Linked DNA regions of Mus musculus: all the other regions are linked to region 1. Evidence: chromatin contacts called from public promoter capture Hi-C data. All regions are on one chromosome and are shown on one strand. The core of a region is the stretch at or near the end of the contact, and the rest is flanking DNA. Distances in the headings are between cores, read along the strand shown. Region 1 holds the start of Pcna (proliferating cell nuclear antigen). Region 2 holds the start of Cdc25b (cell division cycle 25B). Region 3 holds the start of Atrn (attractin). Region 4 holds the start of Itpa (inosine triphosphatase (nucleoside triphosphate pyrophosphatase)). Region 5 holds the start of Mavs (mitochondrial antiviral signaling protein). Region 6 holds the start of Lzts3 (leucine zipper, putative tumor suppressor family member 3).

Region 1 (4,786 bases), core at 1,347-3,846:
TAACAAAGCAGAGTGTAATACATTAAAAACAGCAGCAGCAGCAGCTCAGTGGGAAACTGATAGCACTACTATAAACAGACAGTGTGAACACCTCTCTGTCGTGTCTTCTGTGAGGATGGAGATCATGTGTTGTACAGGTCAGGCAAGCACTCTATCACTATGTAACCCTAGCTCCCATGTTTTTCTTTCTTTTTTTTTTTTTGGTTTTTTTTTTTTTTTTTTTTTTGGTTTTTTGTTTCAGAGTTTCTCTGTGTAGTCTTGGCTGTCCTGGAACTCACTCTGTAGACCAGGCTGGCCTCGAACTCAGAAATTCACCTGCCTCTGCCTCCCAAGTGCTGGGATTAAAGGCGTGAGCCACCACGCCCGGCTCCCATGTTTTTCTTAAAAGATACCCACAAGGGTAATATATGATTAAGGGGTGGGGGCTGAAAGTATAGTAGTGGGGTTTTCTGGGTTTTGTTTTTAATTTTAAAAAAATTGTATTCAATATTTTAAAGATTTATTTATTTATGCATTTATACAAATACAGGTCCTTTCCTGCATGTACACCAGAGGATGGCATCACACAGCTGTGAGCTGCCATGCAGGTTCTGGGAATTGAACTCGGGACCTTTGGAAGAACAGCAAGTACTCTTAACCACTGAGCCATGTCTCCAGCCCATAACTGTTTTTATTTGTAACTATTATAGTATCAAAATTGTATGTGATATAGCACTGTGTGGTAGTTTGACAGTTTTCCTCGTTTGTGCTGCATAAAATAATGATGCACCTTATAAGCTGACATAAATGCTGGGCTGGATGCATACACACCAATTTTAAAAAGTCAAATTTGCCAGCCTGGTCTACCAAGCAAACTCCAGTACAGCCAGGGAACATGAGAGACCCTTATCTCAAACAAAACAAAACAAAACAAAACAACTGAATAGATCTAAAGTTCTGTAAAATCCACACGCCGGGCAGTGAACAGTGTAGGGAAACCGAACACTTGCCATCAGAGTGGTCGAGAGTATTCTAGACCTGATGGAATCAATGAATCTTCAATACTGTGAGAGTGATTAATACATTTGTGTCTCAGCATACCTAGATATATGGTGAAAAGAATAAAAGAAAAAAAAAGCTGAGAAATCCTACAAACCAAGATATTAAATGAAACTAAAGAGTTAAGCTTGATGCCAGACTGTGGCATCAAATTGTGAGTTCAAGGCCAGCATGGATAACAGAGTGAGTTTGATGCAAGCCTCAAAAAATTATGGAGACTCTTAACAGGCTGAGGCTATAGCTCAATAAGTTATACAGTTTTCTGGCTAAATCCCCAAGCCAGGAAAAGAAAAATCAAACAAGACAAACTAAAGGGAAATGCAGTGAATAAGGAAAGAATAAATGAACATGAAATGGAATTAATATGCTCCTATGTAAACTTTTTCCCCTTTGGTCAGTCTTGGTAGATAGTCCAAGGTGAGTTTAAATCTAGGCCCTCCGACCTCAGCCTTCCCATGTGCTGGAATTATAATCACTAATCACTCTCACCAGCTAAAACGGTCCTTTTAACTTTCTGAAATTGTATATACCTTATTAGTGAAAAGCAAACAAACAAAAAACCCTTACACACATAAATAAAACATCACACACCAAAAGCTTTCTTCACAACTCAACCAACTTCTATACAGTTAGAAGAGGCATTCCAAATGGAAACTATCAAGTTTCACATTAAAGTATTACACTTTCATTATCAAATATATTTTACCTACCACCAAAACCAAAAGAAAAAAACATGAGAAATTGAAAAACTCTATATCCTTTTGTAAATGATGTTAATCTACCTGCAGTCAGTTCTTCCCCATCCTCATAATCAATAGGAAAAACAAAAAAACAAAAAAACTTTAGTAGAACAAAATGCTGCAGCCCAGGGACATATGAAAGACGCTCCACCTGCAACAGCTAACATTTTCAGGATGGGGCTCAGGCTCGGGTTCATCTTCAGCCTAAAATTAAGATGAAAATACTAGTAATATCTACCTTTAGAAAAATGTAGAGAACCAGACATAAAAGGAAAATAATTACGTGATACATATGGACTTGGTATCTTCTTTGGAGAAGCGTTCACGTTAAGAGGTATTTTTTTAGTCTTTAGAGAGAAAAGTTCAGAGCGACGCACACAGAAAAGTGATATGAAATGGGGGGGGGGGTAGGGGTGTTAAAATATGGTGGCCTCTTTATTACTCGATATTTTGCAGCGTATTTCTTACGTTAGGGAAAACGCTCCGTAGTGTTTAAAATACTCTCCAGCTTCAAGGCAGGCCGCCGCGCACAGCTCGATTTGCCTGTGACTTCCACTTCCGTGGCGCGGAAACTTCCTAAGGATGGAAACTGCAGCCTAAACTCCCACAAACTTGGGCGGTGACGACAGCCTACGCGAACCCCGTGATGCCCCTCGCCTCCCAGGCTCCTACCCCGCAGCCCCGCCTTTGCATACGCGGTGGGGCGGGCCTTGCTCAAACCACGGGTACGATTGGTCCTTGAGGAGAGGTGGGTGGATCAGCGCTGTGGCGTCATGACCTCGCGCAGGGAAAAGGCGCGCGCCTAGGAAGCCGCGGCATTAGACGGTTGCGGGCGCAGAGGGTTGGTAGTTGTCGCTGTAGGCCTTCGCTGCCGCTTCTGCATCGTGAATCGGGGGACCTTGGCAGCCAGACCTCGTTCCTCTTAGAGTAGCTCTCATCTAGTCGCCACAACTCCGCCACCATGTTTGAGGCACGCCTGATCCAGGGCTCCATCCTGAAGAAGGTGCTGGAGGCTCTCAAAGACCTCATCAATGAGGCCTGCTGGGACGTCAGCTCGGGCGGCGTGAACCTGCAGAGCATGGACTCGTCTCACGTCTCCTTGGTACAGCTTACTCTGCGCTCCGAAGGCTTCGACACATACCGCTGCGACCGCAACCTAGCCATGGGCGTGAACCTCACCAGGTGAGCGGGTGGCGGGAGCGGGGCCCCACTCTTCCCGCTTCCGCTCTTGGCGGGGCTGTGACTCTGCACGCTCATTGGCTGGCTTGGCCATCCGCGCTTTCTGATTGGTCTATGGTGTCGGGGGCAGCCCTCACCAAAGCGCGCGGTTCCGAAAAGCCCGCGCTGGCAGTGGCGCCCACTCTGTTTCCGCGCCAAAGCCACAAAGCGGGAGTCCGCGGGAAAATGAGTGCTCCGGAGCTGTGCTCATTAAATGCCTGCAGCTTTGAGTGGCTGGTCTTAGCGCCTAATAAACGAGTCTTAGTGCAAATGTAATGTCGACTTAGAGTGACAATAGACCTTTTCTTGACTTCCAGAGTCTCACTGCGCATCATGGATTTGAGGGGAAATCTGTCAGTTTTAGCTTTTAACTTTGCTACAGCTACCTAGGTTAGTGCCTCCTGTATACGTGTTCAAGGACAGTGTGTGACTTATTTTAGTACAGATACATGGATTAGTGCCACTTGTATACATTTTGAAAGATTTACGAAAAGGCCAGACGTGATGGGGCACATTCTCCAGTACACTAGAAACCAAGGACACCCCGCTCAAAAAGATGCTTTCTCGAATGTTGGCTTTTAGTGCATTTTACTAAGTCGGTTTTAAGAATCACATATACCCGGTAATTTGCTTCACCCCTGAGAGAGTTTGGGGTACCCTTAGCCCCTTTAACAGTTCTCCAACCGTGAGTGTGAAATGGTACAACTTGTAATTGCTTTTTAAAATATAGATGTGGATTACATGTTGATAAAGCCTGTCTTTTTTTTTTTCCCCCCTAGCATGTCCAAAATTCTAAAATGTGCTGGTAATGAAGACATCATTACATTAAGGGCTGAAGATAATGCAGACACCTTAGCACTAGTATTCGAAGCACCAAGTAAGTTAAACACCTTTAAAACTCGGTAGTTACGTGTTGTTTCTGTTTCTCAAAACCAAAAAAAAATATTAACAATATTGTAAAATTTCCATCATAGATAGGACCGTGTGGTGTGCTTTGGTAACATTTTCCTTCTTTTGGTAGATCAAGAGAAAGTTTCAGACTATGAAATGAAGTTAATGGACTTAGATGTGGAGCAACTTGGAATCCCAGTGAGTTACCTTGTTTCTGATTGTGTGTTACCCTGCTGTGATACCAGCTGATGCGTGTTCTGAGTGGAGTGGTGGTATTGGGGATGAATGGCACACTGCCATTTCACTAAACCACAGCAGTCTAAAGTTGATTGAGTTTTAAAGAAACCAGAAGTCTTGCATTCTGAGTTCTGGTTAAGATGCTAAATCTTGAGAACATGAAGCTGAGCCTTCCCCCTTTTCTAGACTGACCTTTAACTTGTGGGTTTACAGGAACAGGAGTACAGCTGTGTAATAAAGATGCCGTCGGGTGAATTTGCACGTATATGCCGAGACCTTAGCCACATTGGAGATGCTGTTGTGATATCCTGTGCAAAGAATGGGGTGAAGTTTTCTGCAAGTGGAGAGCTTGGCAATGGGAACATTAAGTTGTCACAAACAAGTAATGTGGATAAAGAAGAGGAGGCGGTGAGTAGTAAGGGGGCGTCCAGTTAGGTGTCTGAAGCAGGGATGGAGCCTCGGCTTTTGTTTTTATTTATTCATTCATTTTGAGATGGAGTCTTGAGTAGACCAAGCTATCTTAGAGCTCAGAGACGACTCCATAAGCTTTTACAGGTAGCATTTGGAAAGCTAAGTGTACAGCCTTTTGCTTCCTGGAAATACTCTTGGCAAATAAGTGAGGGTTGGCAAGTGAGCAAAAGAAAATGGTTGGGGGTGTATGT
Region 2 (4,926 bases), core at 692-3,191, 1.1 Mb after region 1:
GGTATCTACAGTTTTTGTTTTGCTTTTGTTTTTTGTTTGTTTGTTTTTAAAGATTTATTTATTATTATATGTAAGTACACTGTAGCTCTCTTCAGACACACCAGAAGAGGGTATCAGATCTCATTACAGATGGTTGTGAGCTACCATGTGGTTGCTGGGATTTGAACTCAGGACCTTCAGAAAAGCAGTCAGTGCTCTTCGCCGCTGAGCCATCTTGCCAGCCCTGTTTTTATTTTTTAAGTACAAGGCTTCCTAAGCATTTGATAATGGTTTTCTAAGGAGAAAAAGCTACAGCTTAAGAGAATGTTTCACAAGGACCGACTTTTGGTACTGAGTGCCTTCTGGGTGGAGCTGTAGTTTAGTGGCTTCACCGCTAGGTTTCAAATAGGTAAGATACCATCTCCTACCAAGAGCCATCCTTCCTCAGGCTCCCAGTTTAGATTGGGTGTGGTAAGACCCACAAGAGGTTTGTTTTCTTCATAGTTTTGAAGGCAAGGTGGGAAAAGACTCTGGGTCCATCAGGCTGTGGAAAGGACGGTGATCTAATGGGCAGAGAATTTAGAAGGTCCAGGAAGTTCTCGGATCTCTTCTGGTGGTGGTGGTGGTGGTGGTGGTGGTGGTGGTGGTGTGTGGGACCCCTACTAGGGGCCCTGGACCTTACCTGCATCCGAAGATTCTGAGGACTCAGATGACAGGGAGCACTCAGAGGTGCGCCTGGACAGGGATAGGTCTGCCAGCCTGTTCTGGAACGACAGGCTTCCTACTTGAGCTTTTGGAGGCTCACTAGGAAAGGAGAAGAGGCACAGAGGAGGAGAAAAAGAAATGGATGTTGGATTTGGAAGCTGATGGGTCCATGCTCCCATGTATTCCCTAACTATGACAGGCCCATTATCACGGAGAGGTGATCCTAGGACTAGCCTGTATCTCAGGTCAAAGATTTTCATTCCACTGAGGCCCAGGAGCGTCTTCTCTGGTTTGACTGGTTCAGGAAAGACCCTTCTAAGGGTCTGGAAGAGCGAGGAGGATGGGCAGGAGACAGTCCAGAAGCTCTGTAGACCATTCTCCTGCTTGTCACATCCTCACCTATCCAGCGTTTTCCTGGAGGCAACAGCTAAGCAAGACCTGGCTTTCTAGTGCAGCTGGACCACCCACCTGGGACCCCACAGGCACGGTTAAGGAGGTGGTCAGTCTTTTGTCAGTTTAAGCCTTAGGCAGATACTGGGTGCTTTCAAAGAGCAGGGCACAACCTTTTAAGACCCACTTCTATGCCAACCTCATGGTCCTCTGCCTAAGGATAGTGTGCAGGAGGCACAATGAAGGAGCAGTGAGGTAAATGATCCTTAGACGTTCATATCGAGGGTGTAAGTCGCATAGAGCACACTCGTCCCATGTCACTGAAACAAGGCTAAAGGGGTTGGAGTTCTGCACTTCTAAGCTCTGGTGCCTAGTCTCTCCTGATCCGGGCCTCCCATTCCACTACCACACCCAGCTCCCTTGGGGCATCCTACCTGCCGAGCCCAGCGAGGTTGTGCATGGTCTGTGTAAGAGTGGTAACCGGAGAGGAGGAAGCTGTAGGCTCCGGAGACCCCAGGAAGCCATCAGACTCAAACTCAAAGACCGAGAGGTGGCGCGGCCGCTGAATGCCACCCAGCACGCGGGCAGGACTGAGAGCTGAACCCGGCGCAGACTTCTGCAGGGGTACCTCCATCGTGGCGGGGCGGGCAAAGGCTAGCTAGAGGGCCACAGTACAGCGGCCAGCAGACGCCGACCCAGCTGGCTCAGCTCCGAGAGTGAGCCTGGGGTGAGGGGAAGGAGGGAGGGAAGGGAGGGAGGAAGAGCAATGGGCCTGGGAGTGAGGAGAGGGATGTGGGGAGGAAGGGAGGGGAGGACGCCGAGCTGGGCAGCTGCCACCTCCACCTCCTTATATATTCGAAAAATAACAGCGGCAGCGCCGCCAGACGCCACCAATGGGGGCGCCGGTTCCGGGAGGGCGGGACCAAGGGCGGGGCTGAGGCTGAGGCTGGACCAGCTACTTCTGCTCGCCTGGCTTCTTAGGGTGACTCGGGGAGTTGGGTTAACCCCCTGCCCCACACGTACCGCCCCGGCCCCGCCCGCTCCCATTGACGCGAGAATCCTGGGCCTCCAGGATATTGCCTCCTGGAACAGGGTTTGGAGGTGGGAGCAGCCCTCTACCCTCAGAGGGAGTAGTCATCCCCTAAGGTGGCCTCATAAGGAGCCCTCAACGTTTACCATCATGCACGTTCATCAGTAAGGGACGGTGCGACGCTCTGCTTGAGCCCAGGACGTTTGCCAAGTATGCTGTGAGCACTGCGTTCCCTGTCCAGTTCACAGACCCCAGCGTTGAAAAGCTCTTTAACTCGTTTAAGGTCACAGGTTCGGTTGAGTGGCAGAGACATAGAAGCTCCCTCAGGGACTCCGCTGATGGTGCAGCCTCCTGTCATCGCCCCTGGACCTCACAGAGCAGCTGCAGTCGTTTGCTGGCAGCCCTTTGCGAGGCACAGTGGAACTGCTGGGTTCTGGGGCACCAGAGTTTAGATGTGACCCCACTGAGCCTATTCTCCTGAGAATTAGACGCTTAGATTTAGGCAATGATTTCTGCAACACACAGTTGGGACATGCCACCAGAGAACCCAACTAGGGGGAAAAAAATCTCACACCCACTTGGCTAATTTGGGGTTAATAGCACCATATTTAGTGTTTCTTTGAAGGTGAAAGAGGCTGAATTTGCTATTAGTTTACAATGAGCGTTTTCTAATGACCTAATCACCTTGCAGCTGAGTCTGTTTTCCTGGAATGAGCTGGGAAGGACCTAGTGGGCAGTTGAGAACTTTTTCAAATTCTGCAGTGAAGGTGTGGCTTCTGGGACGGGTTGTGGGGTGCAGTACAGGATGTAGGAGCTGAGAGCAGCCTTCACTGTTTTAACCACCACCAGGTAGGGATGGCAAAAGGGTAATGAAGGGTAGGGATGGGGTCTAAGAGGTTCAGCTGTGTGTGAAGGAGGACGACACTAGCCACACCTGAGTGCAGTGACCAAAGTAGGAGCCATGACCGCTCTTTTCTTTCAACATTTTGCCCAGTTCCTGTGCTATGTTAGGAACTTATATACTGCTATTGGGGACCCATTTCTTATTCCTGTCAAAGGACAAGGTCCAGACCTACAGCCCTTAGTGCCAGCACAGGGAGAGAAATGTGACCCCACAAGGTCTTCCATTCCAAAGACCTGGAATAAAATCGCTCTGAGGATTGTATTTTCAAAACCAACATAGCTGTTTTCCCCTCAACCTGCATCCCAGCACACACACCCTTCTAGGTGAGGAGGGGCCATGCTGTGTTGGTTTTTGAGGGTAATAACAACAAAATAATAACAACAAAAACTAATCCCTAGAGATCAGTTAAAAGATTTGCTCTTTTTGAGATTAGGGAGAGGAGTGTTATATTATGCAGACCCAGCTGGCTTCTGGCTCTGTATATAGAGTAAGCTGGCTTCAAATTTATGGTGATCGGGCTGTTTTTGATTCCTGAGTGTTGGGATTACGGGTATGAAGTGCCACTACTGGCATGTTAAAATCTTACGCTGCAACCTGCAGAGTTTTATGTGTATAGGTGCTTTACCTGTCTGTACACCATTTGCCTGCTTGGTGCCTGTGCAGGACAGAAGAGGCCATCAGATCCCCTGAACAGATGGTCCTGAGCTGCCATGAATGTGCTGGGAGTCAAACCTGGGTCCTCTACTAGAGCAGGTAGTATTATTAACCTCAGAGCCATCTCTCCAGGGCCTTTTTAGAAACTTTGTTTCCTCTACTGGTTCCCTAACACACATCTTTTTTTTTTTTTCTTAGCTGTGGCATGTTAAGTTTTTGAGCCACCAAAAACTCTGACAAAGGATGACATCATATGACATGAAAGGCAGCCAGCCCCACCACTAAGTCTTCAGAAACAGTATTGTGAGAAATTTCTTGTATCATCTCCTGAAGACGATTCATATTTAGCCAAAGGAAACATGGTGGCAGACATGGATGATGGCCACAAACAGAATTAAAAATTTCCTAGTAGCCACATGCAAAAGGCAAAAGGGAAGCTGGCCTCCTGTACTCTGTAACCTCATGGAGGCAGAAGAGAGGAGTGAGGGTCATTGAGAGTTCAAGGCCAGCCTAGGCTGTAGAGTAAGGTCCTGTCTCAAACAAGCAACCCCAAACTACTACCAACAAAAAATAAAAAAGGGCCTGAGGTGTGTCTCAGTGGTAGACTGTTTGCCTAGCATGCGCAAAGGCCTGGTTCCTGACATCTGTTCATAACACAGCAAAAATATACATAAATATAGTAAAGATAGTAAGTTTTACTTTTATATTTTAATTTTAGTATTATATTTAATCTACTATGTTAAAATATTATTTTGCTGGTTAGTTGTTTGTTTGTTTGTTTGTTTTGTCAACTTGACACAAACTAGAGTATTCTGGGGAAAGAAAATTGAAGAACCAGCCTTAGGCAAGCCTAAGGCTCCATCTTAGTCTTAAACATCATCTTATAGTAAAGACAAACTAGTTTATTCCTGTTTATGATTAAATCTCTGTTTCTCAAGCACTGGGCTCTATCCCACCTGTAGCCTTAACTACAAATGGATCTGTACTGCCTGTCCCAGGAATGGCAATCATGTCCTTGTTTCAAAAAGTTATTTATAAGCATCTTGCAATCCTACCTTTGTGACGACCTAGATCTAACTTATAACTACCTTAGTACGCCCACCTTGCAACCATGTTTTTGTTTTAGGAGGTCATTAGAAATAACCTGTGTTTGTGTTCTGCTCCTGTAACTTCATCAATTCTGCCCAGCAAATCCCTCATTTGGAAACACCCTACCCCTTGTGTTCCTCACATACTATGCTGACCTCTTGGTTCCCACCTTATG
Region 3 (4,565 bases), core at 1,405-3,904, 1.3 Mb after region 1:
CAGAGTGACCTGTTGCATCCCATTGCTCTTTGGTGAAAGGTCAAATCCTAAATCCACTTCCTACCTCTATGTGGCATAGCACTGCACCGACCTCTCTCTGCAGTCTTGGTCCCTTTTGCTCTCTCTGCTATGGACACTGGATCTCCCCTCTAACCTGTCTTGATGTCACTCATCCCCCATCCTGCCCCTCAGGAGTATCTCAACAGAAAGATGAATCTTAGTCTCACTCTGAAAGGAGCTGGCTTCTACCGCTGCCCTCACCTCCACAATCATGCAAAATTACAATATATTGATTACTGGATTTAAAATTAAATAATTTTAAAGAATTATTTATTGGGGGGACTAAGGGGGCAGGATGTCACATGCCTTTAATCCCAGGTCTTGGGAGGCAGAGGCAGGCTGATCTCTGTGAGTTTGAGGCCAGCCTGGCCTACACAGTAAGTTCCAAATTAAAAATATTTATTTTTATTTCCTGTGTAAGTGTTTTGCCTGCATGTGTGCCTGGTGCCTGAAGTCAGAAGAAGGCATGACATCCCCTGGAACTAGAGTCATAAATGATCATGAGCCACCATGTAGGTGCTGGGAACCTAACCCCAGTCCTCTGCAAGAGCAACAAGTACTCTTAACCACTGAGCCAGCTCTCCAGCTCCATTATGGTATTTTTTACTCCCAAACGAAAAGTTAAGTTCTACAAGAATAAAATTACATACAACTTGTTTACCACTGTATCTCGAAGCCTAAAATCACAACACGCTAAACTATTAGACCAACCCCCGAAACACTGGTGCTGAGGTTCCTTGGTTTCTCCATTGTAAAACTTAAGAGTTCATCTTGCCACTGATCTCTGAGTCCCCTAGAAGATCTAACAGAGATCTATTACTTTAACATTCCAAGCTTCTCCCTTACAACTCTCTTCTACTACAGGGGCACTGGCAAAACTCCACCTTCTGGACTCTACCACTATGTCTGCAGCTTTTTTTTTCCATTTGGAATTCTTCTCCCCAACTTCACGCTTGCAAATCCTACTTAACCTCACATGCTCAAATTCAATGTCACCTCCTCCTCCTCCTCCTCCGAGACTTCTCTGCTTACTGCTAGCCAGTCACACACTCTCTGCCCCTTCATTTCCACAGGTTCTCTTATGCCAGGTTCAGGCCTCACTCAGATCAAATGACACTCAAATGGGTGGCTTCTAATGTCACCACTTATCGGAATCCTGGAAGACCGACCACCTGTTTGTATTTTGCTTTTAGCATTTACCACTATCTGAAATTATCCTGCTCATTCCTTTTGCCTAGTTACGTGTTGACTGCCTGTCAGCCCTCACTAGAACATAAGATCAATTGGAGCAAGAATCAATCCTACGCCACGTTCACATTCCCTCACTTTCCCACGTCAAATGGGGAACCCAGTCAACAAATATCTGCCTGAGATATGGATGACACTGTAGGTCTTATAACTTCCCCTTGCTGTGTTCCTAACTTCTTGTGGACCACATCAAACTCTGGATGATGGATCTACCTGTGTGCATTATCCAAAAATTCTCTCACAACAGAAGCAAATAATAGATAAAAGCTAATTAAAAAGTGATCTCTCCAAGAGGTTCTGCCCCAAACCAAGCCAACTGCATGTTGTGGAGAATCTAGGGCTAATAGGATTCTCCTCTCTAGACAACCCCGTTCCAATAGGCCAACAGTGAGGATCCAAAAACTAGTTTCTTCACTTTCCTTGGAACAACAACCAATGGTACTTTTATCCCTGAAATCTTACAACCCAGCCTTACCTTCTATTTTCACCCAACATGTCACTTCCTCGGCTGTACTTCTTCCAGACACACATATCTCCAATCTCTTGGGCTGGTCAAAGGCAAGTGCTGAAGAACTCACTCACTCACCGTTTCCTTGATACCTCATTTATCCTAAATAAGCCCGTTTTCGAGGTGGGCTTTTATACTCTTCAGGACCCACATCTAACCCACAGCAACAAATGCCTCCCGAGTGTTCCCGTTCCTTCTCAATCTTCCACCACAGGCAGACCCGAAGGCCACCAAATGAACATCCCTCCAGGAGGCAAGCCATCATCAAACACAGTGGGGCAAATTCTACCCTCGCGATTTCAAGCCCTGCACCTGCCTTGGGCCTGGAACATCAGGCTGGGCCTGCACTCCCCACCCGCACTCACCTGAAGCGGCCCCCGCAGTGCTGGCATTGCTCGCCCACCCAGCCCGTGGGGCAGACGCACTGGCCGGTGCCAGGGTTGCAGCGGCCGCCGTTGACACACGGCCGGTCACATTCCTTGGCCTCGGCTGCGGCCGAGCCCGACACCGCCGCCGCCACCGCAGCGGCCTCGGCCTCCCGGGGCAGCGGCAGCAGCAGCAGCGAAAAGAGCAGCGGCAGCAGCGGCGGCGGGGGCAGCGCCCGCGACAGCACCCGCGGTAGACACAGCCGGGCGCGCGGTCCCGGCCTCCAGGCCCCTGTCGCGGTGCAGGGTCGGTGCTGCCTGCCCTTCCTGCCCGCAGGCGCTGCTGTCGCCGTCGTGCTCCCCCTCAGCCGCGCCTCAGTCGCCGCCGCCGCCGCCACCGCCACCATCTTCCTGGGGCTGAGCCGGCGCCCAGCGAACACATACACACCCCGCACGCCGGCTCCCCTTCGCCTGGCCGTGCTAGGCGGGGCCGGGCGACGGTGGCCCGGCGGGTCCATATCCAAGGCGGGGCTCCCGCTGTGCGTCGGGCAGGGGCGGGGCTGGCATGCGCGGGGGCGGGACCAGGGCCGTGGTCTTCCGGCGTGCCCAGCATGTAGACCTGCTCAATGCCAGGGTCTTAGCGCGGATGAACATCGCCTAGTCTACGGAGGCTCTTTGCTTTCCGCACCGCGCTACGACGAGTTAGCCAGTACCTCCTTACAGTGGCTGCCTGGCTCTGCTAGACAAGCTGACTGTGGTAAGTGTTACCCTTTGGACGCCTCCAAAGCTCAGCTTATAACCCCAACTCCATTTTGGTGAGAAACCGGACCCAAAAGGCTAATGATGTCGTGTGTTGCTAGCTGAGACCTGAAGAAGTAGTACTTACTGCATTCGCGTTTCTAAACTAGGGATAACAAAATGGCACGTGTGTTAATTAAGCACCTGCATATGAATAGATGTGTAACTGACTGAATGCACACACAGCCAGGCTTTCCTTGATAGCGAGCGGATTGAACCAGTGGCAGACCATGTCTATGTGTACCTTAAATTCTGCAGGAGAAGTTTAGCATTATCTTGTACCCCACGACCTATCCATATTCTCTGAAGAAAGAACAGCCCAGAATTACCGGGAGCGCTCTCAGCTTGCACACCCTTCTTGCTAACGCCAGTGCCTCTCCTACTCCCAATGATACATACTTCCCAATAGCATAACCTTGTATGGGCCACTACCCTGGAATGTACGCTGGACCTTGACTATATTAAACCGATAGAAGGATATGGTAAAGAGATAACGTGTCAGTTCCAGCTCTGATCTTATTTTTTGTTTCTTTTGTTGCTTGGTCTGGTTTGGGAGGTATTTGTTTATTTGTTGTCCTGGGATTCTCCTGCTCTTCCACCTTGGAAAGATTCATACAGAGGTCATATGGAGAGAAAAGGTCCCAGGCAAATGAATCTGGTAAGCTTATAGCTGGAAGAACAGTCACTGAGTGAAGAAGCCATATGGGTTGTTTTAGCCATCTGAGTTGTTCCACTAAAAGAATAGATAGATAGATAGATAGATAGATAGAGATCTATTTAGTTGGCTTACAGGATGCAGTCCAAGTAGTTCAACAATGGCTGTCCCACCCTAGAAAGGTGCTTGATCCACAAGACTGGACTCCACAGTCCCAATTCGGTGCTGGAGTCCTAAAAGATTCCTGGAGATCTCACTGCTGATCCAAAGAAGTCAGTTCTAATATCAGTGAGGTAACGCTGCAGAAACTTGATAGATGACCTTCCCTCCAAGAATAAGAACAAGCAGACAGAAAGCAAAGTTTCTTCTTCTCTGTCCTCTTATCTGCCATGAGAAAGTGCTACACAGATTTAGAATGAGTCTTCCTGCTTCAGGTAATCTGATTAAGACAATTCTTCATGCCCAAGAAATGGTGGCCCACACCTTTAATCCCAGCACTTGAGAGGCAGAGGCAGGTGGATCTCTGTGAGGCCAGCCTGGTCTACAGAGTGAATTCCAGAACAGCCAGGGCTACATAGAGAATCCTAGTCTTAAAAAGAAAAACCAGTTCTTCCCAAGAATGCCTATGTGCTTGTGTTGTTGTTGATCCCAGATACAGTCAAGTTGACAAGCAAGATTTCTCATCAAGTCTACATTATCTAAATAGGAACAAATCTTTCCTGTGTCTCATCCAGTGAGAGGCCCATTGCTCTTTCAAGCAATGTTTCAGCCTGCTTTAGAGAGGCTAATCAGAACTTTGCCTCATAATCTTGGGCTGTGCAGAGTATACTTATGCAGGTACTTGAGAGTTTGGGCACCTGGTCCTGGAAAACAAAGAAAACCTCACATACATGTATGAAACCTCTCTGATTAACCTGGGAGTAGAGAATTG
Region 4 (4,586 bases), core at 959-3,458, 1.6 Mb after region 1:
AGCCCTTACTGCATTCACAGGCCTGAAAGCCTGAACTTGTCAAGTAAGCCATGGTGCAAGAAGAGAACCAACTCCTAAAGCCACTCTCTGGCCCCATGCCCCACCCCCAACACATAAACATAATTAAAATACTTTTTTAAGGGCAGGGAGGTGGAAGGAAACTTCTGAGTTGCAGTCAGGAAAGTGCTGCACCTGTCATTCCAAATCCTTGTCCCTAGGCAGGTTAAAGGGAGGGAAGATCAGAAGTTCAAGGCCAACTCAGGTAGAGAGTCCCTTTTTCAAGAGATGGGGGAGGGGAGACATGGGGCTCGAGAGATGGCTCAGTGGTTAAGGACACCTGTTGCCCTTACAGAGAACCCCAATTTGGTTCCTAACACCCACAGGGTGGCTCACAACCATCTGTAACTCCAGTCTCAGCAGATCCAACGCCCTCTCCAGGTCTCCACAGGCACAGACATATATGCAAACTCATAAAGTAAGTTAATTTTTTAACTGGGCATGTTGTGCTGTGGTAGTGACTCAATGGGAAGAGCACTCGCCAACACAAGCACGGTGACCTAAGTTCTGGTCCCTTGCACCACATAAAAGTCTGGGACAGTCGTGCTACCTGTAACCTCAGCCCCGGAGGAGGCAGAGACAGGCGGATTGCTTGAGCTTGCTACCCCACCAAAGAGCACACTCTAGGTTTGAGACTCTGTCACGAGGGAATAAGGAGGAAGATAATCATTGGCTTTAAGTCCTGGGTTAGATCCAAAGTCAGAAGAAAATTAAATAAAGCCTCTGGGTCTTTGTTCTAAAAGCTGTAGCATGTAGAGTTTTGACAAACTTGTCACATTTTTCTTTTGTTAACCTGCCTTTTGTTATACTGTGGTCAGCCATGATTCTTTTTTTTTTTTTTTTAAACCCGAGTCTTTCTACTGCTGACTTTTATCTATAACACAACAGTGTTATTCTCCCAGAAAGTGAAACCTTGTCAGAGCTACCGTGCCAAACCCTACTAAGAAACGCCTGTGAGTGCCTCATGCTTTAGAGAGAGGCAGATGGAGGAGGATATGATGACCACAGCATGGGATTCTGGAAAACACATACTGAGATGTGTTCATTTCAGGAAGCGCTGCCAAGCATACTTTTAGACTAGCTTTATGTCCCAAAGCAAGCAGAATAAAAGGTTCACTATAGCCAGTTTTGGATTATCAGGTTGTCATGAAAAAATGGCAGAAAGAGGAACATTTGCCTGGTGTAACTTGGATTAAAGGTCCCTTTGTCCTCAGTTTAAGAATGCAGTGAATTGGTAGGCAGCATTTCTGCTGCTATGGGTACCTCAAGTTGGCTAGCTTTCAAGCTTTGAGGATTCTTCAGCCTCTCCCTCCCATCTTGAGGAGTTACAGAAGTGTGCTGCTACACACATCTGGCTTTCCCATGTGTCCTGGGGATTGAACTCAGGTCAGTCTTGACTGGCAAGTGCCTTTCCTCATTCATGTCAGCCATGATTCTTATGAGGTATTACACATCTCAGATATGGAAGGGTAGATGGAACTATACTCAATTTGGATCAACATCCCTCCATTACCCCCCCCCCACACACACACACTGCTTTTCAGGAGGGGAGGTGTCTGAACTCAGGTTTAAAATCTAGGGCTTCAGGGGTAATTTATCTTTGTCACACATGTCACTACTCCAGCTCCTATAGCCTGCTGACTTTACCAGCTCATCTAAAAAACTCGTGAGGTGGAGCATGCGTGCAGCCCCAGAATTCGGAAGCCAGGAGGGTCAAGAGAATAAAGTCAGTTCTGGCTACACAACAGGGTCAGACTAGCCTGGACTACACGAGTCATTATCTCCAAAATAATGATTATATATATAAAAAAAAAATTCCTCTGACCCTCAAGGCGCCACACTCCACGGCGGTCTCTCCCCAAGCCCAGACCTTCAACACAGCCAGGGGCAAACCCCACACTCCCCGAGGCTACAACTCGTAGCCTCGTTTCCCGCCTTCTCTCCCGTGCATCCCTGGTGAAAGCCCAGCAGCCCAATCACCACCCGCCTCCGAGACAGTCTCCACACCCCACAACACCTCCTCCAGCTTCTTGGCGTTTCCCGTCACAAACACGATCTTCTTCCCGACCAAAGACGCAGCCATTGCAAGCGAGGGTTACGGTCCAGAATGCCCAGTAACCCTTTGCCGGGAAGGTACTTCCGGCCGGAGGCGGAAGTAGGTAGCTCGGTTTCCGGCCCTATCGGATGCCTGAAGCTTGCCTCCGGCTACTGCTGCCAACATCCGGGAGGTGGCAGCCGCGGCAGATGAGCATCCCGCAGCCTGTGTCTGAGGCGCTTGGGACGCGCTGAGGGGTGGAGAGGTCTATCAGCGCGCAGATCCTCTGCTAAGCAACTCCGGGGAGCCAAGAACCCGCGCCCTGACGGGTGTCGGCTGTGGTGGCGCCCCTCCGGCACCTCCAACTCTGTTGAGAAAGACTATCTTTTAGACAAGGGCTGTAAGCCTGGGAGTCTATCCGAACCTCACTGCGAACTTAAGACAGCATAACCAAGCAGTCTTTTACGTGTTAGGCTTGATAGCTAGTGTTTCGACTCCTTTTTTCTTGCCCAGCTAACCCTATCCCTTCTCTATTCCGTCACCTCAGCCTTTGCATTGGGAACACACCAAGGAAGATGAGTGACCCTCTTAGCCCTACCCTGTGAGTGCATGAGCCCCTTCAAGAAGAGGGTGTCGCATTCCCTGAAACTGGAGTTACAAGTGCTTTTGAGCTGCCTGGTGTGGATGTTGGGAACTGAGCCTAGGTTCTCTGAAAGTTGTAAGCTCAAGCTGGAGAGATGGCCAAGCGGTTAAGTACATGACTGCTCTTCCAGAGTTAGTTGTGTTCCCAGCACCACATGGTGGTTTTCAGTTGTCTGTAACTCCAGTTCCTGGGAATGCATTGCCCTCTTCTGGTTTCTGAAGGCACTAGGCATATATAATGCAGCGCACATACGAGCAGCTAAACACTCATACATATAAAAAACATCTTAAAAAAAAAAAAAAGCCGAGCATGGTGGCGCACGCCTTTAATCCCAGCACTCGGGAGGCAGAGGCAGGTGGATTTCTGAGTTCGAGGTCAGCCTGGTCTACAAAGTGAGTTCCAGGACAGCCAGGGCTATACAGAGAAACCCTGTCTCGAAAAACAAAAAACAAAACAAAAGTACAGGGTGCTAGCTGGAAGTGTGGCCATTTATAATCCCAGCACTGAGATTAAAGCAGGAAGATCATGAATTAAAGGCTAGCCTGGGCTATATATGGTGTCAGGGATGTAGCTTGATGGTAGAACATTTGCATAGCATGACCAAGGTCCTGGGTTTGGCCCCCAGAATCACACACACAAACAATAGAATCCTAATCAAGCCTGGCTGTTTAGCTTAATGTTATTAACCTTGTACAGCCTTGGGTATTGTTATATAGATGCAACTTACTTAAGGGGCTTATGGGACTTAGGCAAGCACTGTACCACTGAGCCACATACCCAGCCCACTAATGAGTTTTTCTTAAACTCTAGAGCTGTCCTCACAGAGTAGCCAAAGCTATGTTCTCCTCAAATCTTTGCTCGTGACCTTAATATTGCGTGTTACACAATTCAGAAGCTTTGCTGTATACAGTGTCTTTGGAGACAGATCATAGTGTCCTCTTCACTGCCCCTCGATGGTGTTATTTTTTGAGGACCTGTGGTTCATTAGAGTTGGCTGGGAAAGGCTGGGCTGAGTAACATGGCCCTTCCTGCATGTCACTTGTCTCTCTCTTTCATGAAGTTAAAGGGAATCCTCAGAAAAGTGGAGAAGTAGAGGTTTTTAAAGCAAAGGTTAGAGAGAGAGAGAGAGAGAGAGAGAGAGAAGCTGAGGCATTTAACATCCAAGAAGTCACAAACACACACAAATATATATATATATATATATATATATATATATATATGTATATATATATATATAGAGAGAGAGAGAGAGAGAGAGAACAGGTACTAGATTTTATATATATATATAATCACATATAAGCATATATATTACATATATAGGCCAGGTAATTAATATACATATATATATATATATATATATCACATATAAAATAACATTTGTTAAGAAGCCAGCCAGGTGTGGTGGCACACGCCTTTAATCCCAGCACTTGGGAGGCAGAGGCAGGTGGATTTCTGAGTTCGAGGTCAGCCTGGTCTACAGAGTGAGTTCCAGGACAGCCAGGGCTACACAGAGAAACCCTGTCTCGGAAAAAAAATAATAATAATTCAGGAGCCAGGCAGGTCTGTGGTGCCACATGCCTTTAATTATAACCAAGGAAGAGGCAAGCAGATCCCTCTAAGTTTGTGGCCAGCCTTGTGTACATATTGAGTTCTAGGCCAGGCAGGGCCATATAATGAGAGCTCAAAGAACTAAAACAAAACAACCCATCCTCAAAAGATGGAGGAGCGTCTGGACATCAGGGTGCACACCTGTACTCCCATATAATCCAGGCACTTATGAGGCAGAAGCAAAGGATCAGTTTAAAGTCACCATCTACTATACACCAAGTCCAAGGCCAGCCTAGGCTACCA
Region 5 (4,665 bases), core at 801-3,300, 1.0 Mb after region 1:
AAGATGGGATGGAATCTGGAGTGAAGAGAATCTAGGTGAGTGACGTTTAAAGCTGAGGGGAAGGACAGAGGTCAAGGTCAAAGAGGCCACCAGCACGTAAGGTGTTGTGGGAAGGACTTTGGGTTTTACTTGATGTGATATGGGGAACCACTGGAGAGCCTGGGCTCTGATTTGCACTGCAGAACTCTCTGGAGGTTCTAAGGTCTTTGAGAAGCCCAGGATGGAAGGAGGGTGACAAGTCAGGGCCCTGTGAGAGGATGATGAAGGGTGTGGCCCGGGTGGCAACAGAGGGGATGAGCAGCTATATTCCTGGTGCTTTGTAGACAAGGGAGGTAGGGTGGCAATCAAACATGGCTTCTTGGGAAGTGGGGCAAGGAAGGTGCCATTTACTCAACTCTAGGGAAGGCAGTAAGAAGCCATGGAAAGATGGCCCTTCAGAGCTCCGTTTTGACAAGTTTAACAAGCTGTTGGTTTCCAAGAGTATTGTTCAGGAGAGAAGAAGGAAGGGATAGAAGAGGGAACCAAGTGCCCATCATGGAGTCTGAGGCCTCTGAGAGACAGTGCAGGGAGTACCCACGGCTGTTGCAGGTGCAGGCCCCTGCCACGTGGGAGGCGGGGTGCCAGTTCTGCCTAGTGACCTCTGCCACTGCTAACTACCAAATGCTACATTCCTACAAAGAGCTAAGGATGGAAGGCTGGGAGATCAAGGAGATAAGATTGAGGTCTGTTGAGCCTTCAGGGGATGAAAAATGAGGCCTCTGTAGAGGCCAGCCTGATGAAACCCTTCCTCCCCCTTTCCCAGGTCACCTAGAAAGATGTGACGATGAGGGAGTCAAATTATTGGTTTTCTGCAGTCCAACCACAACTCTGAATGCAGCCTGGGGGCGGGGAGTGGCATGGAGCCCCACCAAAAGCAGAGGAAGCTCACAGTTATTCATTTCTCGAAGGTTCTCTGTTAACAGAGGCAGCCTGAGGTCCTTTTACTTATGTCCTTTAACACAATCACAAGAGAGGAAGTGATACCAAGCTACACGGCTGACCTGCAGTGTGGAATTTGTACCCAGACTTGTTGCCATGACCTAACAGCATAGAGGTCCCTGCAGCAGGAAAACCACAAAGCCCCTCTTTACACCAAGGTCACTGCCTGGGGATGTGACTATAGGGTGAGAAGATGCAGCATTTAGGCTCTTTGAAGACATAAAAGTCTCTCAGACACAACTGGCATCAATGCTGCCCTTACTGACATTCACCTGAGTTCTGAGATCGAGGCTGAATGCCCTTCAAGTTTTTGAAGCTTCCCGGTATCCAAAGAACATTGTTTTCTGCTTTCTTTTGATTTCATCCTTTTCCTCAAACTTCTTTCTTATATCAGACCCTTTCTTATAACAGAAAGGGAGGTGGCAAGAGTGTCCTGGACACAGCAAAGCTTCCGACCTGACTTCCACAGAGCTTCTGTCCGGGTCGTGGAAATAAATATCCACACTCCCGAGGGACAAGTCTCCTGGCCTCGGACTAGATTCCTGTCGGGACTCAGGTCTCCAAGTGCAGGGAGGCTGTTTTGAACAGATGTTATTGCCTGCAACTGCCCAGATCCAGGATCAGGCCGTAGCCCGGACTGGCAGGCCTACTCCCTGGCGCGGCTGCCACAGGTCGTTGCTCGTAGCCAGGCCTCGCTCGAGTCACCAGGGCCTGGGAGAAGCAGGGGGCACTCCGAGGTTCTTTCTGTCCAGCCTGGGCAAACTCTCGGCACCACCTACCTGCTTGCTAAAGGTGCTGGATGCGGATCAAGGAACTGCCGGGGTCGCGAATCCGTGTGTGGCCGACCTCATTCTCCCCTAGTTCAGGAGCCTCTCCGACCCCACGCGCCCAGGCCCAGGGCGCCCATGCGGACTCCCAGGCGTAACTGGCCCTAGCCAAGGTTCCCTCCCTGAAGGATCTCAGTGAACACAGAGTCCTGAGCACCGACGCCCAGGCTGCAAACTTACCAAGAGAAACCAGACTAGGCAACAGGTTGACCGCGTTCGACTGTGCAGAGCCCTCGCAGATGAAGGGGGCGGGACGAAGCCAGCCACGCAGCTATTGGTCAGGCGTGGGGAGGAGGGGCGGGATCGGAAGCGCAGTCATTGGCCTGGCAGAGCCAGACTGTGATAGAGTTGGAAGTACGGCTGTTGGCTGGGCTGGGGATGCCTGGGCGGAGCTGAGCTAGGCCGGTCGCAGGGCCAGTGGATGAGTCCTGATGTTCCGGAGCGGCTGGTCTAGCGGCTGGTGCCCCGCAGGCCTTGCTTGAGGTCTCTTCTGATTTCCTGCAGGTGCATTAGGGAGATTGTTTCTTCCTGCTTAGTCTAGAACACTTTTCAGGGGAAGTCCAGATACCCAGAAAACTGCAGTTCTTAGATTCCGTTCCATTCCTCAGGCAAAGCAGATCTTCTAGCCAAGTACTGGAGGAGAGAGGGTCTTCATGTGATCTGCTCCTATGTCTCCAGTGCTCCATAAACGTAGTGTCGCACAAAATGTCATAGGGACATGAGTGCCTAGCCAGATGACACCAGCTGGGCTGGTAGGAACAGGATGCAGCAAAAGACTGCATCTATCTGGGGATATGCACCAAGCTACAACCGCTTATAGCTCCAACACCAGGGTAACCCGACTCCTCTGACCTCCACTGGCTTACAGAGACAAAGGAACGAAAGCTTTTCGCTTCCAGTCAATTCTTTCAACCAGAAGTAAAAAACGAACATAGTTAAAAAGAAATCAGTTACCTCAGCACGGCTAGATGGTAGAAATGTCTTATAACTCGATGTAGGTGGAGAGTACGCAGCTGGAGCACATGTAAAAATATATCAACTGGGGCTGGTGAGATGGCTCAGCAGGTAAGGGCACTTTTTGCCAAGCCAGAGATCTGAGTCTGACCACTGTAATCTGCATAATGGAAAGAGAACTAACTCCAAAAAGCATTGGCATTTATCACCCCTCCCATCATAAATATAAAACAGGAAAAAAGCTGAAAAATGCATCAATGACATACTTAATGCTATAATCTCCTATCTAATACAGTTTTAAAGACAAGCCTAAGGGAGCACTGAGGTTAGAGCTGCCACCATGCTGGAACTCTTTGAATGAAATTAGATTTTATTACTGTTTGTTTTAGTTAGGGTTCCCGTTGCTATGAAGAGACATCATGAGCATGGCAACTCTTAGAAAATTTAATTGGCATTTGCTTACAGTACAGAGGTTTAGTTCAATGTGGTCATGGCAGGAAGCAAGGTGAAGTAGGCACCATAGCAGGCAGACATGGTGCTGTAGAGGGGCGGAGAGTTCTGCCTCTGCATCCTCAGGCAGCAAGAAGGAAGAGCAAGTCACTGAGCCTAGGTGGAGCTTCTGAATTTCTTCAACAAGGCCACACCCACTCCAATAAAGCCTCATCTCCTAATAATGCCACTCCCTATGAGCCAATAGGGGCCTTTTTCATTCAAACCACACTGTTCTTGGTAGCTGTTCACAACCTTCAGCATATGCAAATCACACATAAGATTCATTGCCTGGGACAGACATGGTAGAAGAACTCCCCAGAGCTGTTTTCTGATGTCCACAACTGCCTGTCCCTACAAAACAAATTTGAAAATGTAAAAAACAACTCTGAAGTGAGGTTTAGTGACTTAGTCTTGTTGAAAGCAACAAGGGCCTCTTATTTAATTCTTGCAAAAAGAGCACCAGGCCTGTGAGGACCAGCGTCTAAATGCAGTTATAGATAGCCTTGTCCTTGCTGAACCACGAAGGTCATTGTAACAATCCAGCTTCCTGGCCTGCATGGTTCCCAATCGTCTATCAACACCTCTTTTAAAAATCTAGACAAGGAGGACTGGTGAGATGGCTCAGAGGGTAAGAGCGCTGACTGCTCTTCCGAAAATCCTGAGTTCAAATCCCAGCAACCACATGGTGGCTCACAAACACCCGTAATGAGATCTGACACCCTCTTCTGGTGAATCTGAAGTCAGCTACAGTGTACTTACATATAATAATAAAGAAATCTTTGGGCCGGAGCAAGCAGAGACTGAGGGAGGGGTTGACTGGAGCAAGCAGAGGACCTAAAAATTTAATTCCCAACAACCACATGAAGGCTCACAATCATCTGTATAGCTACAGTGTACTCACATACATAAAATAAGTAAATAAATCTTTAAAAAATAAAAAGATAAAAATCTACACAAGGGACAGTGTCATGCCTCCGGCATTGTGAGCCACATTGGCCATACTTCAAATGTAAAATCCATCTGGATACTGGCCATTGAGATTTCCATCTTAGAAATGTAGTGAGAATTCTGGAATTTTGTCTGTTTGTTTTTTAAACACAGAAATATTATAGGAGTGTGCTTTTGGTTTACTCCCAGGAGCAGGGATGTGGGGCTGCTTTGGACTCTCTGCAGAAGCTGACCATGATTTGCCTTGTGCTTTAGCAGAAGTGTGGGTTTGCCAGCTGCAGATGATTTCTAGGATTGTGTGACGTTAGGAGTTCTGGGAACTTTCCAGAGGGTCTATCAATAAGAGGCAGGGTCGGTCCTTGTTAGTCCTTTAGGGAGGTTGGTTGTAGTTTGTTAGTAGCCATGGTCAAAGAAAAAACAAAAGGAAAGAAATTAGATTCAGGGATTTTCCTAAGTCCTCTCTCCC
Region 6 (4,822 bases), core at 1,344-3,843, 1.6 Mb after region 1:
GCTCTGGGCAGATGAGATGGTTCAGCTGACTCCAACAGTTGTCCTGTGATCTCCACACATCTGCCATGGCATGCTCGCTCTTCCTCAAAAACTCAACAATAATTTCAAAAGGATGAGACACACTCATAAAAACTCGAGGTAAAGTGTCTTCTTTAGACAGATAAGCCCAGCTCTGCCGCCATTTCCAGTGAGACGACAAGGGGATAAAGATGGAAGATGGGAAGAATTTTGTGAACAGAGAGTGAAAGCATTTTCACCTAGGTCAGGTTCTTAGAACTGTCAGAAAACAGTCATGTGACAGGTGGGTCCAAAGTAGGAATAGAAAAATCAGAGCTTAAATACTGGCAATAACATGAGACCAAGTAAACAGAGTTGGCAGAAGCCCAAACCAACCTAAATGGGTATGTGTGGTGTTGGATGCAATCCAAGGTCTCATACTCGCTAGGTTTACACTCAGTCCCTGAACTACAACATTCTTACCCAGCATTCCCCAGGCAGAAACAAGGGATCTCTGACTTAAGGGCCATGGTGAATACATAGGGAATTCCAGGCCAGCCAGACAGCCAGAGCTACCTAGTGAGACCCAGTCTTAAAAAACAAACAGCCGAGCGGTAGTGGTGCACGCCTTTAATCCCAGCACTTGGGAGGCAGAGGCAGGTGGATTTCTGAGTTCGAGGCCAGCCTGGTCTACAGAGTGAGTTCTAGGATAGCCAGAGCTATACAGAGAAAAAAACCAACCAACCAAACAAACAAAATCCCTCACAATAACGTCTCGAAATACATGTTGTTGTGGGCCAATCAAAACTTTCTCTTGCCTGGTAGCACAGACCTCTAACCCCAGTACTTGGTAGGCAGAGGCCGTCAGGTGTCTCTGAATTTGAGGCCTGGTCTAGATGGTGAGTTCCCATACAGCCATGCCTCTATAGAGAGACCCTGCCTCAGGGAAAAAGAGGAGGAGGAGGAGGAGGAGGAGGAGGAGGAGGAGGAGGAGGAGGAGGAGGAGGAAAAGAAAATGTCTCCTGGGGATTCTTCCCATATTCTGTTCTCTTCTCATCCTCTTCTCACTGAAAGGGGTAGCAAAGCTGGACTCATCTGCTTAAAACAAGGATGACACGTTACCTCTCTGACCTAAATGAATATCTTGTAATATGGTGGCCACAAACCATGAGGATCATCACATTTCCATGACACTCAGTTCACAGAGTTGTAGAATATATAAATGATCTGTCATTGGCTAATGACAATAAGATCTTAGTTTATTTAATATACTTCCTTATTTGGATTGGTTGATTGGTTTTTTTGGTTGGTTGGCTTTTTGGTTTTTTGGTTTGGTTTGGTTTGGGTTTTGGGTTTTGGTTTTGGTTTTTTGAGACAGTGTTTTTCTCTATGTAGCCCTGGCTGTCTTGGAACTCGATCTGTAGACCAGGTTAGAATCGGTCTCAGAGACCCTGCCTCTGTCTCTCAAGTTCTGGGATTAAAGGCATTTACTTAATACATTTAAAAGCAATCATTAGAACTGAAAACAGGAATTCATTAAATTCACTATAGGAAATAAAAACAATTGTTTAAAAAGGCAAAAAAAATTAAAATCTATGACATAGTCCTATGTCATAGGATGGCTAAACTCATCAGTTATCACAATCACAACCTACAGCCTTTTGCTAAGGCGGAAGCCTGGGCCTAGCTTGCTTCCTCATACTGATCAGACCAAGGGCATAGTTGAAGGCTGAGTGCTTCCTTTAGGAAGTTTTCCTGGGCAGCTGGCAACCCCTTTAGTGTATGCCACCTGCACTTGCCAAGGTGTTGATCTGAGTCAAAGATAAAGTCTTTACTCAATCTCTTTTTAGGATGGGGTTTGTTAGTTTTACAGCAGGCACGGGGCACAAGGTATAAAATACAAATTTCCTGTAGCGTCAAGTTTTAAATTGGTCAATTTATTGGCTCTTGCCTCCACCTAGATCATAGTCACAGGTGCCTTCACACCCCCGCATCTTGTAGGTTTGAAGGCTCTTCAGGGTTTTTTGGTTTTTTTCCCCCCCCTTAATTATTTTTTAATTCAGTGTATGGTTGTTTCGACCATATGTTTGTGCAGCACCTGCAGAGGCCAGAAGGTGTCCAATCCCTTGTAACTAGTTATCATGTGGGTGCTGCGAATTAAACCCAGGTTCTATGGAAGAGCAGCCAGTGCCCTTGACCACTAAGCCATCTGTCCAGTCCCATATTTGAAGGATTTAGGACATCTGCTGCACAGGGAATAGCTGGTGCAGGAGTTGAATCTAGAGTCCAAACAAGGTTGTCCATAAACCAAAGGGCTCATACACCCAGATACGGGGTTCAAAGAGAGTAGGAATTTGCTGGATTTCTGGTAGGACAGAAATTGGGGATTGACCCCAAGAATTTGGTACAGTGGCTAACGGACTGAGGCCGAGTATCTGCCACCCAGCCTTTTGGGCAGGCGGGCCGGCGCTCAGCGACCAAAGGGGTTAAGGCACCGAGTCCCACCCCCGTCCAGGATTGGCGGGTCCCGGGGGCGTGGCCGGAGGGCGGGCCCGCGTTTGCCGCAGCCGCTGGTGGGCGGGCCGGGCGCGGGGCGGGAGGGGCCAAGAGCAGAGCCCGGCCGCGCCGCGCGCCCTGTGGGGCGGGCTTCGGGCTGCGCCAGAGAGCGGGACAGCTAGCGCCGGTGTCTGAGCCTCTGCGCCGGACTCTGAGGCAGTGAGTAAGTGATACAGGCCTGCCGGGGTGCCCCTCCAGGTTCTCCCTCAGGTCACCATGCCCGCTGCATCGCTCGCTGCTTCTGGCCGGTGGGAAGCTGGGGAGGGGGCGCGTCCCGCTGCTAGGGTACCGGGGAGCTGGGGGGGGATGAGGCCGATGATGTCATGGACGCTTCAACCGGCGCGCGGGGAGGGGGGGGTGGCGGCCGGAGGGGGTGCGGCCCGGATTATGTCACCTCTTCTCTCTGCACCCCGCCCCCCCCCGGGGGCCACGCGCGTTGGTGGAGAACCGAGGGAGGTATGGGTGGAATTTCTCCAACCGCGGAGACCTCTGTGGCACCTTTGCAGAGATTTTGTGGCTGGGGTCTATGTGCTAGTGAATGGCGACCCTCCCCCTCCCCCCCCACACACTCTGACACACACATGCACAGCTGAGGCAGGCTCCTGTGTGAGCGGGTGGGTGGGGGTGTGCTGTCAGTACCTTCAGCACTGAAGCACTGGCTTCATCAGAGTCAGGATCTAGGGGATGGGCCTCTTCCCCTGCAGGTGCCCACATTTCCAAGGGAAGATGAATCTCCCCTCACACATCCCAACCAAGAAGTTCTGCTCCCTGAATCCCTTCCCTTAATCCTTCCTGGAAGCTTTTCCTTGTTTCTATGTCTGCATTCATTTCCTATTGACATTGCTCATAACCAACATCCCCACAAGTATTGGCCTTGCATTTTCATGATGCCGGGGGGGGGGGGTCCAGAGACCCCTGGGGTAACACAGGCTTCCAATGGGGAAGGCTCACAGTGAAATCTCCCTGGGTCATCCTGAGCTAAGTGCTCCAAGACCTCTTGGGTACCAAGGATGCTGAGGAGTATTTGGACTGGTTCCAGAAGAATGTAGGCTGGGCAGAGAGCTGAGAAGAGGTCATGTGTGGAGTGAAGAGCTGCTTTCAGGAGAAATACAGGGTGGATATCAAGAGAGGCCTTAGAGACTCTGCTACAAACTCTACTTGGTTGTGGGTGCCAAAAAGAATACCATGGATTTTACACATAATCCGTTTCCTTTTTAAAAAATCGCTGTAAGGTAGGTGTGAGAATTTGAGTCTGCTTGAGGTTTCGTAGCTGAGCTGTGATTTACACCTGGAGCTGATGCTGCAGGAATTCTAAGGCCCTTGACCCTGCTCGGGGAAGGGTTTAGCCAGAGTCCATTTGGCCCCTCTGACTGCTAGTATTGTAATGTCACAGGCACTGAGGGTTGATAGAACAGAAATGGAGGCAGGCTCAGGCAACAGGCTATCATCCCAGAGTGATGCGGTTCAACTGCCCTTGCAGATCACACTGTCACCTAGGGCAGTCCTCCTCAAGCCTCAAGTCCTAAAGAGGGCTCTCAGCCCCTCCTCTCCCCTCAGTTCCTACTTGCCAGGGAAAGAGATTCCACTCCTTGTCCTTCCAACTCTACCAAGGTTTTGAGGAAAGAATTTGCAGGAGCCTGAGGTTGGAAGAGGCAAGGGGCAGGGAGTGGCTATAAGATGTTGACGTTGGCAGGTTAGAACTGTGGCAAGGAACTCTGTGGGAATTGCCTATGGGTTGACTGCAAAGCTGTCCTCACATAGAACCTGAGAAGGGAGCCTCAGGACAATGTCTAGGACCCCAAGAACCTGAGAAGGCTCGACTGAAGCAGAGTGATGCAGTGACATGTGACCCCCTCCAAACTCTGGTTCCTTGGCACTCAGAAAGGGTGTGCACTTCGCAGTTTATAAAGATCTTCCCAAACACTCACCATGTTACCCCTGTCACTCAGTCAACATGCTCACTCCTGGTGTTTGCTCCTTCCTCTGCAGCCTCTGGTGCAGTTCCCTTGCTAGTGTTCTGCCTTGTTTCCCTGGAGGTGCCTGCCTTCAGTGTTGCTATCTAATTTTTAATTCCTATCAAAATGTTGTTTGGATTTTGGGGAAATGTATGTATATGCACACACAGCAAGATCATGGGTGTTCTGCTCTGTCTCTGCCTGCTTCATTCCCTTGAGAGTCTCTCACTGAAGCCAGAGCTAGGCTGGCAGCAAGCAACTCTCTGAGATCCTCCAGTCTCAGCCCTCCATAGCACTGTGGTTACAGGCACCAG

What was found. Promoter capture Hi-C pulls out the DNA fragments that hold promoters and counts their contacts.
Region 2: a contact with region 1 is called in a promoter capture Hi-C map of pre-B cells. The contact joins the promoter of Cdc25b here to the promoter of Pcna in region 1. A contact is called at or near these places in 1 of 39 promoter capture datasets (pre-B cells) and 4 of 115 datasets of contacts at active chromatin or transcription factors (astrocytes, embryonic forebrain, forebrain and 1 more).
Region 3: a promoter capture Hi-C map of pre-B cells shows a contact between it and region 1, with 4 times the contacts expected there. The contact joins the promoter of Atrn here to the promoter of Pcna in region 1. A contact is called at or near these places in 3 of 39 promoter capture datasets (fetal liver, liver and pre-B cells).
Region 4: a contact with region 1 is called in a promoter capture Hi-C map of pre-B cells, with 4 times the contacts expected there. The contact joins the promoter of Itpa here to the promoter of Pcna in region 1. A contact is called at or near these places in 4 of 39 promoter capture datasets (cranial neural crest, embryonic stem cells, liver and 1 more).
Region 5: a promoter capture Hi-C map of cranial neural crest shows a contact between it and region 1. The contact joins the promoter of Mavs here to the promoter of Pcna in region 1. A contact is called at or near these places in 1 of 39 promoter capture datasets (cranial neural crest) and 1 of 115 datasets of contacts at active chromatin or transcription factors (astrocytes).
Region 6: a contact with region 1 is called in a promoter capture Hi-C map of pre-B cells, with 4 times the contacts expected there. The contact joins the promoter of Lzts3 here to the promoter of Pcna in region 1. A contact is called at or near these places in 3 of 39 promoter capture datasets (liver, maxillary cranial neural crest and pre-B cells).

What each region holds. Positions count from the first base shown.
Region 1 is chr2:132,250,990-132,255,775 of GRCm38.p6, reverse strand. It overlaps Pcna (proliferating cell nuclear antigen), which reads left to right and starts at 2,596. Exons shown (of 6, transcript NM_011045.2): 1 at 2,596-2,960; 2 at 3,776-3,873; 3 at 4,018-4,085; 4 at 4,338-4,532. The coding sequence starts at 2,740. It also overlaps a transcript of Cds2 not described here.
Region 2 is chr2:131,183,963-131,188,888 of GRCm38.p6, reverse strand. Cdc25b (cell division cycle 25B) reads right to left here and starts at 1,941. Exons shown (of 16, transcript NM_023117.4): 1 at 1,509-1,941; 2 at 662-783. The coding sequence starts at 1,708.
Region 3 is chr2:130,904,584-130,909,148 of GRCm38.p6, reverse strand. It overlaps Atrn (attractin), which reads right to left and starts at 2,654. Exons shown (of 29, transcript NM_009730.3): 1 at 2,182-2,654. The coding sequence starts at 2,588. A730017L22Rik (RIKEN cDNA A730017L22 gene) reads left to right here and starts at 2,753. Exons shown (of 3, transcript NR_015523.2): 1 at 2,753-2,938.
Region 4 is chr2:130,665,424-130,670,009 of GRCm38.p6, reverse strand. It overlaps Itpa (inosine triphosphatase (nucleoside triphosphate pyrophosphatase)), which reads right to left and starts at 2,208. Exons shown (of 8, transcript NM_025922.3): 1 at 2,075-2,208. The coding sequence starts at 2,140.
Region 5 is chr2:131,231,448-131,236,112 of GRCm38.p6, reverse strand. It overlaps Mavs (mitochondrial antiviral signaling protein), which reads right to left and starts at 2,050. Exons shown (of 7, transcript NM_001206385.1): 1 at 1,986-2,050.
Region 6 is chr2:130,640,615-130,645,436 of GRCm38.p6, reverse strand. Lzts3 (leucine zipper, putative tumor suppressor family member 3) reads left to right here and starts at 2,593. Exons shown (of 5, transcript NM_197945.4): 1 at 2,593-2,716. All of the region lies in intron 2 of Gm52563 (a long non-coding RNA gene), which reads right to left.